Regions from separate parts of the Danio rerio genome. Here region 2 is linked to region 1. The links are chromatin contacts, called in public HiChIP or PLAC-seq maps. All regions are on one chromosome and are shown on one strand. Each heading gives the region's core, a stretch centred on a gene start, on an enhancer-like site or on the middle of the called end of the contact. The rest is flanking DNA. Distances are from core to core; before and after follow the strand shown. Region 1 holds the start of zeb1b (zinc finger E-box binding homeobox 1b). Region 2 holds the start of znfl1g (zinc finger-like gene 1g).

Region 1 (6,879 bases), core at 626-3,125:
AAAACACTACACAGACATCGTTGGTATACCTGCACAAGTTGACATTTGCTGCAACGCACGAGAAACGCCTCCCGTCTGCTTTCAAAACGAGACAATGTATCTCACAGAGTGAAAAACAACGACTCCTTCCTTGTCAGCAAGTTCAGGTAGCAAAAAACGAGCAAGATGGTCAGATGACATTTATGAAAAACCTAAGTGACATTTTTGTCCTCCTGTCCGATCAGGTAGACACATATTTACAGGTCGCTCACACACGCGCGTGCTGAGAGAACCGCTACATGGCGCGCGCATGGCGTCAGCCTGAGGAAAAGTCTCTTTCTTCACTAGCGTCTGCTTAAGCATCTTAAAAATTAACTATGCACTTGAATCGAAAAGGAGCGAGTTTGTTTGAATGAAAACGATGTTTTTAGTTAATGTTGCCTTATCTCACGCGCGCGCAAGAGGTGAAGCACGCCTCACGTTTCTCGTTATCGATTTCCTCAGTGAATTTAGTTAGGTTGACGTCTAAACCTCTGCTATGCACAAGATGCAAGGTAAATAGTCATATTTCAAGATCGCAAATCGCCAGTACAGTAGTAAGTTATCCACCACACAGAAAACTACACAGTTAAGGACGCTGCGTTACAAAGCGGATGCATAAAGTCCCCAAAACAAATAAAGTGTCAGTGCAGTAAGTCCAGCTGCAGCAGAGCGATTTATCAGGATTGTCTGCGCTGCTCGGGATGTATACGCATTCCTTATATAGGCTGCAGCAGTTGTTCTAGCAGCAGACAGCCCTTCAGATTCCTTTCCTTTTCTCCTCAGCGTTACCACCCAACTAGAAATGTGGCAGGCTGGCTGCACAAACAGGTTGCTTTAACTGGCATCGTGCTCCGAATCCCGCGGGGACGCCTATAGACTGGCAGGACTGTTGCATAAACACACCCTTATTTTGTGCTTTGTAAACTTCAAGAAGAAACTTTCCTGTCAAACATCACCGCGAACTGAATACATGCCCCCTTTTCTACTGCAGCGGCACCGGAGAGCAGCGTGCTGCTGTTATCAGGCACTTTCTGTTCAGCTGGATGACAAAAGTGCGACTTGTAGCTGTTGCGTAGGAAGTAAACAAGTCAAACTGTCACCTCGGCGATATAAACATGTTTATCCATCTCCATAAGCTAAAATGTTTACCATCAAAGGTTATTTTTAGGATTCTGCTAGCCGCTAGCTACCTGCTACCACACAGACAGCGGAACAGCCCCATTGCAGATACACTAAACAAAGTTTGCAGTTAACGAAAATAAAACAAAATCCTCCCGAACAAGCGGTCTGTTCTCAAACATGTATTTATGAAAGCGTTTCCCCACTTCAATCGCTCAGTCTGTTTCGTGTGAAACCAAATCCGCCGCATCGGACCAAACAGGTACATTTTGAGCGAGAAAATAAGTTTCAGTTCGGTCGAATCTAAAGAGGAAAAGCCAGCAGTGACGAGAAACAGACCCAATCCTAAGTATCTGTTTTGATCAGAAAGCTTAACAAAGTGAACTCGAGGCAAAGGGGAATAAAAGGGGAAACAAAAGCGAGAGTCACTTGTATGGGACTGGCTGCGAATAACGGTCCGCGCTCGCGCTCTGTACCGCTAGGCGGAGAGAGAGTCGCGAGCGCGGCAGGTATAACGGTACACCAGATAGGGGCTATAACACAGCGCTACTTTCCAGCACTTTGAAGGGCTCGAGAAGTTCTGCCAGCGGCCCGGAGTCCAGAGTTGAATGAAATCAGCCGTCGCCAATCAAAGCGAAGGGTTTTTACTCACCGTTTGTCCTCCTCGGGTTCGCCTGCTTTCTGCGCTTACACCTGGGGCCATCCGCCATGATCCTTTCGCTGTGTCTAAATGCTGCTGGAGAGTCACCTCCTCTCGCCCCCACACCTCCCCTCCCTCCCTTCTACTCCACCTCCCCTCCCTGCACCTGGTTTACGACACTCGGCTTTACGACATTACCTTCTGGCTCCTATACCTCTCTCTCTGGCGCTCAGACCCCCGTCTCTGGCCAACTCCCGCCCCTCACACCACGCGCTCCCCGTGGCGCTGCTGCCTGTCCGAAACGGTCACCGATCAACCTGTCCGTGAGCACGAACACTTCTTCGGTGTCTGTATTGATTGACAGCTCAGAGGAAGCAAGGTTGTTTGCATAAAACAGTCATTAAGTGCAACGGTAGATACGCAAACTGAACCTAGCGTCAAATTATGTATTATTTTACAGTGTGAGTGGGGGCGGGGAAAGTTTGACGCGTGCACCTGTTTATTGCGCGCGCACGCAAACACACACACACGCTGTCTCAATCTTGGCAACAACTGTTACTCATTCATGATAAACCACAAAACTACTTGTCATGAAACTTGCTTTGAGAAGCTTTTATCTTATTGTATGGTGGTCGCTGAGACTAGTCACTCTTATATGACTCGTATTTAAGGTATACTTTAATTAAAGTCATTATCTGTACATATATACAAAGTCTTGGCTACAAAAATATTTAAAAAAATATAATAAATATAATAACAGCCTATTGTTAAAAATATTTCTGTTTTTATTTTCTGTTTTTTTTTTTGTAAATTTATGCTATGAAGAATATAGCCGATATCTGCATAGCGTAAATGTACAAAAAATTATAACTTTTTGTATAATTTATTATACATTAGGCAAGGGTTAACAGCATAAAATAAATATTTTAAGGTAAATATAAAACAGGGACATGTTTTCCTATTTATATAAAATTTAGATAGATAATCCTATATTGATTATATTTAAAATATGATTATCTATCTGCACTTGATATGAGTAGGAAAACATTTACCTGTCTTATATTTATCTTAAAGTATATGTTTTATGCTGTTAACCCTTGCCTAATGTAGAACATTGATTTTAATGTGCATTCAAAAAGCTTTTGCTAAACAAAGACAGAAACAAATAATATGGAGGATAGAATGTTAAAAAGTAAAATAAATTAAATAGCAAATTAATCATAATGAATATAATAATTGCCTATTTTACGATATATTTCTTTTTTACATTGTAATGTAATACACTATAATTATAATTATAACTGTTTTATTCATTATAATAAGCATTATGTATTTCTATTTTATTGCTAATCTTTTAAAAAATGTTAAAAGTAAAATAAATTAAATTAAAGTTGGGGGACACGATATGTGTGAGCATGTGAAAGTGTATGGGTGTTTCCCAGTACTGGGTTGCAGCTGGAAGGGTATCCGCTGCGTACAACATATGCTGGATAATTTGGCGGTTCATTCCGCTGGGGCAACCTCTGAAGTATAAAGGAACTAAGCCAATAGAAAATGAATGACTGAATGAAATTAAAAGTTACACTAATTTAAGCCCATTAACAAAGGCTCGAATTAGGAATCACACAGTTCTGACATACTGCATATCAGTGGTGTAAAGTAACAAATTACAAATTCTCCAATTACTGTAACTGAGTGACTTTTCTCAGGAATTGCAATTTACTAAGTAGTTTTTAAAAATGTGTACTTTACTTTCCCTTGAGAACATTTTTTTTTTTTTTTTTTTTTTACTTTCCCTGTACATTTTTTTTATTCCACTATTTTCCTTTAAACTGCAGTCACTACTTTATTTCTTTCTTGTCTATGGTGATTGGCGAAAGTAGAAAAATCAGTCCTGTGATTCCTGTTCAATCAAATCACACATAGAAAGTAAATACCGTCCTACTGAACAACCTCAAGGCATGGGCACTTTATAAATGCAGCAAACCTTTTGAAAGCATTAAAAAAATGTCTAAAAAGATGTTCAAAATCTTTTCACGCTATGACCCAGAGACTGTTTATAGACTGCAAGTCACTGATGAGAAAATGAAGGATGTCGACTGTATGCTGACTGAAAGCACTAAATCACTTTAAACAATCACTAAATGGAACGAATGAAGAATGGATGGAAGGGCCGATTAAAGGAAGGACCGAACAACAAGGAATGAAAGGAAGGACCAAATGAATGAAGAAAGGATTCAAGGAAGGACTGAACAAACTAAGGAACGAAGAAAGGAAGGAAGGATTGACTGAACTAATGAAGGAAGGACCAAATGAATGAAAGAAAGGATTCAAGGAAGAACTAAACAGTTTAAGAAACGAATGAATGAATGAATGAAAGAAAGAACAAAAAACCAAATGAAGGAAGGAAAAAAGAATGAAGGAATGAATGAATAAGTGAACAAAGAAAGGGCCAAATAAATGAAGGAAGGATTTAAGGAAGGACTGTACAAACTAAGAAACAAAGAAGGAAAGGAAGGACAGGAGGAAGTAAGGAAGTACTGAACAATTGAAGAAAGGAAGGACCACATGAATGAAGGAAGGATTCAAGAACTGAACAACTAAATAATGAAGGAAGGATGGACTGAACTAATGAAGGAAGAAAGGACCAAATGAACGAAAGAAGCATTCAAGGAAGGACTTCCTAGAAGGACAAACTAGGGAACGAAAGAAGGAAAGACGAATGAATGAATGATCAAAGGACCAAATGAAGGAAGGAAAAAAGAATGAAGGAACAAATTAATGAATGAATGAGGGAACGAAGGAAGGGCCAAATGAATAAAGGGACAAACAAATGAATAAAGGAAGGACAGAACAAACAAACAATGGAAGGAAAGAAGGAATATAGGAAGATCACTAAATGCACTACAGTATGTTATGTTTACACATCCCTGGACAAACTGCATGTAAACGCATCAACTTTTCACAGTGTAACACTCACTACTTTTAAAAGGGCTACTTTTTACTCATACTTTCAGTGATATTTACAACACATACTTTTACTCTACTTGCACCACATTTTTGGGCAAGTTTTAATACTTTTACGCGAGTATGACTTTTCAGTACTCTTTCCACCACTGCTGCATATAGTATCCTTGTGACAATGAACCCTAGTTTCTCCTTCATTATAATCATATCACTTGAGTTTCATCAAAAACAGTTTTTTTTAATGACTGTTTCTGACAAGATCATGCAGACATCTTTGAATCTTTCATACGTTCGTCAGTTTTCCCCCTAAGTTTTGAATTATATATAAATGTTTTTATTTAGTTCATACTAAATTCAAAGGAACATAGTTTGAACTTCAAAGCAGTGCCATTCATTTATCAATTATTAAATATTATGTCACATGACTGATGCTATCGGTGCCTTACGCACTAAATAGAGCGCAGATATAATCGTAACAGAATATTTGATCTAAACAGCAGTGAAATAAGCATATGTAATGAACTTCACAGTTCGTCAGGATGCCAAAAACTTTGTCAGATTATTAAGTAACCGTGACAGTAGGTCTTACGCTATTTACCCCCTGTATACTGCCAGAATTGTATATACACTTCTTGATGTGCAGTAGAAGGGTCTGTGTATTGAGATATTAAACTATGAGGCAAATGTGCATCTGACTATGTACGCGATTGAGTAGGAAGGAGGAGGAATGCAGTGTGTGTCCCAAGGCACAGGGAGGATCATGGGACCCTCGCTGCAATGATTCAGTCCTCCACCCAAAGAAAGAGCTCGCTGTTCCCCAAGGATGTTTACTCCTCTTGACTCTGACCAGGGAGAGAATGCGTGAGAGAGAGAGAGAAACTGACAGACAGCGAAAAGGAAAAGCAACCAAATGACAGAGAGAAGTTAGAAAAAGAGTCATGTTTAAGGTAATATTAGATGACGCAACACAAATGAAAGGTTAGTATTTGGAGTGTTGCTATAAAGAGTCTTTTAGAGTTTTATGCTGAAGCCAGAACATGAGCTCGTGCATTCATGTGACTTTGAAGACAAGGACACTTTGGACCGAAGTACCAACACGGTACCATCTGAAGGTCTGCCGTTCTCTGTTACAGGTCACAAAAGCGAGCGCTGCAGCAGCGGCGGGCAGGGCTATTCTTGTACCTGATGACTATCAGGTTTCTGTCAGACCTCAGCTGGGTGTGGTGTACTTAGCATGGGTCTGCAGTGTACAGTCCGCATTGATTGACTGAAGACACTGTATAATCTCACAATGATATGCTGTGTATTAAAGAAAAACACTCAAATAATTATTATATATGGGTGGTTGTCACATAGGCAGTAATAATGTTTTTTGTAAAACACATTTTTTAAAGAAAAATTGATTTATTTAAGTAGTCTGATATAATATAAGGGGTCACTAACATCAACTTTCACTTTTTAAATAAACTGTACCTTAACCTTCATGTCATGGTTGGGTCAAATCTGACCGATTTGCAACTTAAAACCCTCATAAATATTGTGTTTTACATCTGATAGCCTAAAGGCTTTTAAAATCCCTTACACTATGCACTTGAACATCTACAAGTGATGATCACCTCTTTCATTGAATTTTGAGTGTTTTTAATCAACCTTGTTACACCGGTGGTATTGCCAGTTAAAAGCCACTATAAGAAATGAATGGGTATCCAGACTATATTCATCTATCGAACAGAAAACATACCGAGCACTCATGGGACATAAAAGGATACAGTTTTGTTTGTGCTTTACTTGTTGATAAAACATTCAGTTGGATTAAATCTTTTTTAATTTTAATCTTAAATTTTTTTTTTTGTTTTTTGTTTTTTGTTTGGTCAGACCCTTTGCTCATTATTTTGGCGAGCTGTCGATTGGTAATGAAACAAAGTATTTTGTTTTCTGTCTATCTATTGTTCACTTTGTAAACATTTTCAGTATTCACATTTTCAGCTTATTTGTATTTTCACGCAGTTATTTCATTTCTAATTCTATAAATTCAAGTTAAACACTACTTAGAGACATTGATCACAGCTAAAGTATGTTGAATAAAAATTTGTAGGTGAAATATGTATTTCTGTGCTAATTTAAGAGCAGTT
Region 2 (7,585 bases), core at 179-2,678, 120 kb after region 1:
AAACATGGGATCTCTTTCTATATCACTGACACGCCACTGGCATTAGTGGCGATGAAAGCTAACTGTGTTGTCACCTGAACACATGCAAAGCCTACAGCCAAACAGCAGTCACTTGTCTGAATTATACAAAACAGCTGTCTATATCAGTAGCTGAATTCATTATTCAAAAAAAGGTCAACTGCATGCATTCAAACAGTAAACAAAGTGGCTCTTGCTTTATCTTTTTTAATATAAATAATGTTGATCACTTTCTTCATTTCAGATGGCTCATGTTTTCGAAATATATTTGCATATTGATATAGGTAAGAATTAGAACAGTGCTCTGTCTTATCACTTTTGCTTTTTATGCAGTGGCTAATTTGTTAAATTGTACATCCAATCTCTCTCTCTCTCTCTCTCTCTCTCTCTCTTTCTCTCTCTCTCTCTCTCTCTCTCTCTCTCTGACAACACTGATGATTATCAATTCAGCATGCTTAACCCTTGTACACTGTTCAAATGTACTACCCTTTTGTTATGGTAGTGATGAAAACATCCACTGAATTAAACTGCTGTAAAAAATGCATCAGATTATTTTTTTCATAATCTTTTAAATCAACCTCAATCCTGATCAAAACTACAAAATTGTTTTGAAAATTACAGGATTTTAACTCTTTATTTTCTAAATTCACAATTTGATGTCACTGATCTGGTGAAGAAAAAAAACACATAAAAATTACATTTTTTAATATAAAAATAATTGTGGGCTGTTTTTTTTTCCCTTTTATTTCAGTCTTGGAGATGAGAACAGACAATTAGTTACAATATTGTCTTTGATGCATTGCTAGATTTTCATTATTCCCACTTATTTACTGTTGGTGGCTGTTTTTCCCCATTGACTTCCATTATACGCACATTTGATGGTGCATAAATACAGTCTTTGTTTTTGTTTGCTCCATGTAGTTCTGAGAGCTGAGATGCATATTTTGATTTTCTCAGACACATTAAGGTAAGTGCGTAAAGGTCACTCTCACACACTCAGACACACATACACACTTTTATTTGCTGTTATACGCCATATAAAATCCAGAAACTAAGCTTTTTTTTTCTTTTTCTTTTTTTTTTGCACAGGGCCATCTGAAGGGTAAATAGTGCCAACTGATGATCAACAGTAAAAATGACAAATTTGACCTCTTCTGAAAGATTATGTGCATTTTAGTTCAGTTGCATTTACATTGATTAAACTCTGATGTGATATGATGGGGTGACCTGTGCCTCGACCCCCACAAACTGATAGGTGTGAACTAAATGACCCTTTTACAATCTCAATGGGTATTAGCAAAACAACAGCTGAAACATCTGAAGAGGGTCCTGCTGAGCCTCGTAAACAGAATGTTTTGTTTGATGCTAATATAAAGTACTGTCTCACAGACAGTACTTTGAGTTAAGTTACTTGAAGACCGACGGGTTAACATCACTGCTGAGGAACTGCACTATTGATTGTCTTCAATAAAGTCTTCTCTCCGTAAGAACTTTGGTCAGCTTACTTATTTTATGTATTAGAGTTATCTAATACATTGGCGAGCCACCCAAGAACGGTTAAGCCAAATACAGCAAAATCTAACAATTTGGCGAGCCAGCCAGGAGAGACTGAAAAGAGGAAAACTCATCAACTGCAACAAGAAATGAACTGAAGAATCTTGGAGAATCTACAGTTAAAGCTGAAGATAAACAGATTTTGTTTGTGGACGAGTCCTGGATCTACATATTGTATCTGTGGACACACTTTATTTTATCAACTGGATCTCATCTCAAAGATCCTAGTTTGGTGAGTGAAACTTATCAGCTCTCTTAAAGAACCCTTAAAAGAGACATCTTTTATAAGTAACCATTAAAGTAAGCAGATTGACCTGTATATGTAGTGCAGTAAAAAACTAAATTCAGTGATAGTATTGCTGAAATTTCAGGCTTTCTCTTGATATTTGCAGAAATTGTTAAAGAAACAATTAGGTCCATTTATCAAAAGATTTTGAAAGAGCAGTGGAAATTTTAGGCTTAGTCCATTCTCAGGGTACTTGTAGGAATTATTTAAGAAACAATTTGGTCCTTTCTCTTGGAGATTGTAGGAATTGTTGAAAATAATTTGGTCCATTTCCCCAGGGGACTGTAGGAGCCGTAAAATAGTTTGGGACTGATGTTGCTGCAAGAATTAGGAATTCTTGACTGGGTGCTAATTCAGTAGCCACTATTTTAATTTTGAAAGTAACAGAGCCTTCTGTGATACGACAGAAATCTTAAAAACATTGTAGGCTTGGTTAGTTTTCTGGAGTTTGTATGAACTGTTAAATAATCATTCTGGTCCAATCACTAAGATTATGCAGAAGCAGAGCTTGGTCCATTCTCAGCTGTGATTGTAGAGATTGAAAAATAACAGTTTAGCTCCTTTGTCCAAAGATGGTTAGGAGCCATATAAAGCAAACATAAATAGTTTGAGACTCATATTGCTGCGAGAATTAGGAATTCTTGACTGTGGGCTAATTCAGTAGCCATTATTGTAATTTTGAAAATTCTAACTGTGTTAAAATATGATGGCATAAAACTGAAAGCTATTTGCCTTAGGTTTAAGGATACAGTAAGATTTAAGCACATTGTACTAGGGACAAATCCTAAAGAAAGTTACTTAGCCTTCTAAGATAATGCTCAGAAAGAATTGTTATTAGACAGAAGCTTTTAGGCAATTTTAGACTTGATTCTTGCTTTGAAGATTGTAGAAACTGTGAAAAAATAATTCTGGTCAAATCACTAAGATAATGCAGAAGCAAAGCTTGATACATTCTTTGTTGGGATTGTAGAGATTGTAAAAGTAATAGTTTAATACATTTGTTCAAAGATTGTTAGTAGCCAAATAAGAATTGGGACTGAAAGAATGAAGTGCTACTTTATTAGCCACTAATTTAGCTTTGAAAAAAATGTTGAATCTGTCTATGTATTTGTAATGGTTTAACAGACTGCTGTGAATTTAAATTTGAATAAGCACCTTTATTAGCTCTAACACCTTTTGTTCTGTTTCACACCTCTGAGAGCACTGTCCTGTACTTCCCATGGCTGAGTCTGCAAGAAACTATGCTAATGGAGCTACCCTGAGAACAACATCAGAAAAACATGGAACAGAACCTCCATGTGTTACCATTGACCAGATGTTGGAGAATTTGAATGCATATTTAGACAAAAGGCTGGGACTGAGGAAGTGTTGTGATGATGTATGCAAGAAGTACAGCATCAAGCACTCACAGAGTGGATTATGGGCATTGCCGGACATTAAAAGGGCTTATGGAAAGACACAGCGCTTATGCACAACCACCAAGAAGGACGGATTGTCTGTGATTTTGGTTAAGCAAATTCTTCAACATGAGCATAAGTGTGAGATTGACAAATTAGAACGTGAGAACAAAGCGGAGAAAGCTAAAGTTCGAGCACTGGCTGAACAATTGCAAAACTTAAAGAAGGATAAAGAAAGACTGGAAAAGGAAAACAACAAGCTATTGACTTTGATCTCCAAACAGCTGGAATCAAGATCTTCAAGCAGCTTTGTTGACAGTGAGGCTGATCTTTCCATCAACGCCTGTGTTCATGACCCAGTGAACTCAAAGATTAGATTAGCTCCTGTGATTGTCAAACACAGAAGGACTAACGTTGAAATTGACAATGAGGAGGGCTATGAAGACAATGGAGAGAGACGAACTCGCACTGTGACAAAAGTGGTAAAGAAGTATGTTCCATACAGGACATACCATCCAGCTACTCCAGAGCAAGTTGACAAATGGTCAAAAGAGCTGCCAGATGTATACAAACAACCACGAAAGGTTTGGCAGTTTCTTCAACGACTGCAGAAAATCTACATTTTACATCCACTAGACGGTGTGATGATTCTTAATGTCACCCTAAGAGACAGTGACCAAAAGAGACTCACAGAAAGTGTTGAAAGAAGGATTGGTGAATCACAAGAAAACATAGAGGATGGATGGGAAGCCATAAAAAACTTCTTGTTTGAACTGAAACCTGCAGAGGTCAATTGGGCAAGAATTACCTCATGCATGCAGAAAACTGGAGAAAGTGTTGCAGAGTTTGAAGAACGCTTCAGACAAATATGGACGGAACATTCTGGTCTGAATACAAGTGAAGATCTTGACAAAGACACTGGAATTCCCCTGAAAACAACATTTGTCAATGGACTCAATCCTGAGATTTCTAAAGATCTTAAAATCAGGTATGATGACTGGGACAGCACTGTAACAACTTTCATCCAGATTGTTGAATGGTCAGCTAAACTGGAGAGAGCACAAGATGTCAGACTCAGATCTTTGCAATCGAAAAGTTTGTTTTACAAGAACAGAACAATTGAGGATGAGCAAAAAGAACGTGAGTATATGGGATACTCAAAACTACGAACTAAAGGAAGATGTAGAAATTGCAATGAAGAAGGACACTGGGCCCGTGAGTGCAAGCTCAGTTTAAAACATCAAAGCAAGGATGATGACCACCTGTTCAAGCAGTTTCAGCAGCTAACAATACAACAAAAACAGACTCTGCTAAATGCAGTACAGCCGCAGGGAAACTGAAGAACCTCTCTCTGCAGCACCAGCTAGTGACGTCTTTTCCAGAAGCTGATGAACTGAATGTGTATGCAAACAGTAAGATAAAAGCTGACACAGAAGTCTCAACAGATGAAGACAAGTTTGATGTCCTAGTAGATGGTGTTGCCAAACAAGCCGTAAAGGAGAGAGGTGAACATACAGCGGCATTAAGACAGCTTCAGAAAGACCACCGATCAGTCTTAGACAGAAAGCAGACTGCAAATGAAAACTCAAAAAAAGAAATGCTGATGGACGATGCAAAAGAACTGCGTGATGGCAACCAATGCAGTATGGATGGAAACAGACTATGCCCTTTTGAACATGCCCCAAGCCAGCCCATGTCCACAGAAAATCTGACATCTGACAGCCTTGTCCAATACAAAGCAAGACTCAGCCTGGCAGTACATGAGGACAATAATAAAGTTTTGTCACCTCTGAAGAGGGGCCATAGTTTAGAGCCCAGAAAATGGGTAAAGATACGACAACCTCAGATATTACCATTAAAATCTAGGTGTGAGAGCTCATATGAGAAGGTTTTAGTATCTGATTCAATAAATAAAGTTCAGGGACTTGATAAATGGATCAACGTGAGTTTGCCTAGAGACGAGGGATAGATGACAGTAGTGTTTTTCAGAGTCCAGATATGGCGGGACTAGAGTTTTTAGGCTCTAGCTTGTCGCCTGAGGATGAAGACATAAACCACCACTGATAAACACTGTAGTGTCCTGTCTATATTAAATAGGGACAGTTTCTATAATTTCTATAGGCAGTTTGACAATTTCTCTAAAATCTTTTTTTGGGCAAGATACGTTTCCCTTTTCTCTTTTGTGTGATTGCAGGTGTTCCGATGTTCCAGAGAATGACCAGAGACACACAACACCAGACACCTAGATGAACACACCTGAACATTCACAGAACACAACCACATCCGCTACTTCCACAACATCACAACTTCAAATAGAAATGGACTCAGGCATTTAAGGAAATGCAAGCTTCACCATGCCTTTTTATTCTGTCACTTTAAGTTATATAGCCTGTATTGCAGATTGCTGTATACATGATTAACTTGTTTTATGATCAAATATGATCAGAGGAGGGATTGAAAGATTATGTGCATTTTAGTTCAGTTGCATTTACATTGATTAAACTCTGATGTGATATGATGGGGTGACCTGTGCCTCGACCCCCACAAACTGATAGGTGTGAACTAAATGACCCTTTTACAATCTCAATGGGTATTAGCAAAACAACAGCTGAAACATCTGAAGAGGGTCCTGCTGAGCCTCGTAAACAGAATGTTTTGTTTGATGCTAATATAAAGTACTGTCTCACAGACAGTACTTTGAGTTAAGTTACTTGAAGACCGACGGGTTAACATCACTGCTGAGGAACTGCACTATTGATTGTCTTCAATAAAGTCTTCTCTCCGTAAGAACTTTGGTCAGCTTACTTATTTTATGTATTAGAGTTATCTAATACATTGGCGAGCCACCCAAGAACGGTTAAGCCAAATACAGCAAAATCTAACACTTCCCAACAGGGAACACCACCAACAATCAAAAATGCATGATTATATGGTGTCATGGTTTTGTAATAAAAAATGTGGTTATAATGGAAGTCAATAGGGCAAAGCCACCAACACAAAATTAGGGAGAAAACTATATATTAAATCGAAAACAATACATCAAAGGCAATGTTGTTTTACATTTCCAAGACATTTCTAAAAGATTAAAAAAAAAAAAACAGTCCACAATTACTTTTTATATTGAAAATACGTCATTTTGTGTTTTTTTTTTTTTTTTAATCGAATCAGTGACATCACGTGTGAATGAGTTAAAATCCTGTGATTTTTCTAAACAACTTATAGGTTTTGATCAGGACTGAGGTTGATCAACAGATATATGCAAAAACAAATATTTATCTAATGCATTTTTTAATTTAGTGGATGTTTTCATTTCAACCATAACAAATGTGTAGTAAATTTGCCCAAAGTGTATTGTTGAGTGTTTTTTTTTTAATCAAAGCATTTAAGCAAAATATGTGTAAAAATAAGATTTTTCACCAAAAATAATTCTGCTATCTGAAACACAAGTTATGGCAAAATTAAGACTCAAATCACCCCAGCGTCGATAAAAACATTCCAACAATAGATAAGGGTTAAAGACATAGTTTCCCCAAAAATATACATTTTTTTACTAATTACTCTCCCTCAAGTGGTTTCAAACCTTTATGAGTTTCTTTATTCTGTTCAACACTAAAGAAGATACTTTGAAGAAAGCTGGAAACCTGTAACCTCACGACTTTCATAGTAGAAAAATAAATAAAACAGAAGTCAAAGGTTACATGTTTCCAACTTTCTTTAAAATATCTTATTTAGTGTTCAGAAGAAAGAAACTCAAAGGTTTGAAATGTAAAGGGTGAGTAAAAGAATTTCCAGCCAATGTCATCGGTGCGTTATTAATAATCTGATCGCCCAAAGTTGTCCATTGGAGGTTACTGAATGCTAGTGATCATCAGGGCGCTATTAACCATCTGAAGTTTGAGGAGAGTATTCCCTGAAGGGTGACAATATGCTGAAATACAGTATATAATAATATTATTTTTACCCCAATTTGCAGTCTGAAGAAGCTGAAAGTCATTTCTAGTCTGCAGATTTTGACAGCAAGTTTTTCAGAAAATGACTATGTAAAATAGAGGGGCGAAGCAGTGGCGCAGTAGGTAGTGCTATCGCCTCACAGCAAGAAGGTCGCTGGTTCGAACCTCAGCTCAGTTGGCATTTCTGTGAGGACTTTGCATGTTCTCCCTGCATTTGTGTGGGTTTCCTCCGGGTGCTCCGGTTTCCCCCACAGTCCAAAGACATGCTGCAGGTGAATTGGGTAGGCTAAATTGTCCGCAGTGTTTGAGGGTGACAGGCCCAGACGACAGGACGGCCGGAATGTGTATAAAACATTTTTTTTAAAGTCGTTATCGTATGG

What was found. HiChIP or PLAC-seq counts read pairs in DNA pulled down with a chosen protein or histone mark.
Region 2: an H3K4me3 HiChIP or PLAC-seq map of gastrula embryo shows a contact between it and region 1, with 2.3 times the contacts expected there. The contact joins the promoter of znfl1g here to the promoter of zeb1b in region 1. A contact is called at or near these places in 3 of 4 datasets of contacts at active chromatin or transcription factors (caudal fin, embryo and gastrula embryo).

The regions. Positions count from the first base shown.
Region 1 is chr12:28,649,999-28,656,877 of GRCz12tu, forward strand. It overlaps zeb1b (zinc finger E-box binding homeobox 1b), which reads right to left and starts at 1,876. Exons shown (of 8, transcript NM_131709.1): 1 at 1,793-1,876. The coding sequence starts at 1,850. It overlaps LOC141376812 (a long non-coding RNA gene), which reads left to right and starts at 5,557. Exons shown (of 2, transcript XR_012388035.1): 1 at 5,557-5,694; 2 at 5,881-6,879.
Region 2 is chr12:28,766,793-28,774,377 of GRCz12tu, forward strand. znfl1g (zinc finger-like gene 1g) reads left to right here and starts at 1,429. Exons shown (of 2, transcript NM_001145701.1): 1 at 1,429-1,804; 2 at 3,074-4,595. The coding sequence starts at 3,078. The coding sequence ends at 4,595. It also overlaps a transcript of znf438 not described here.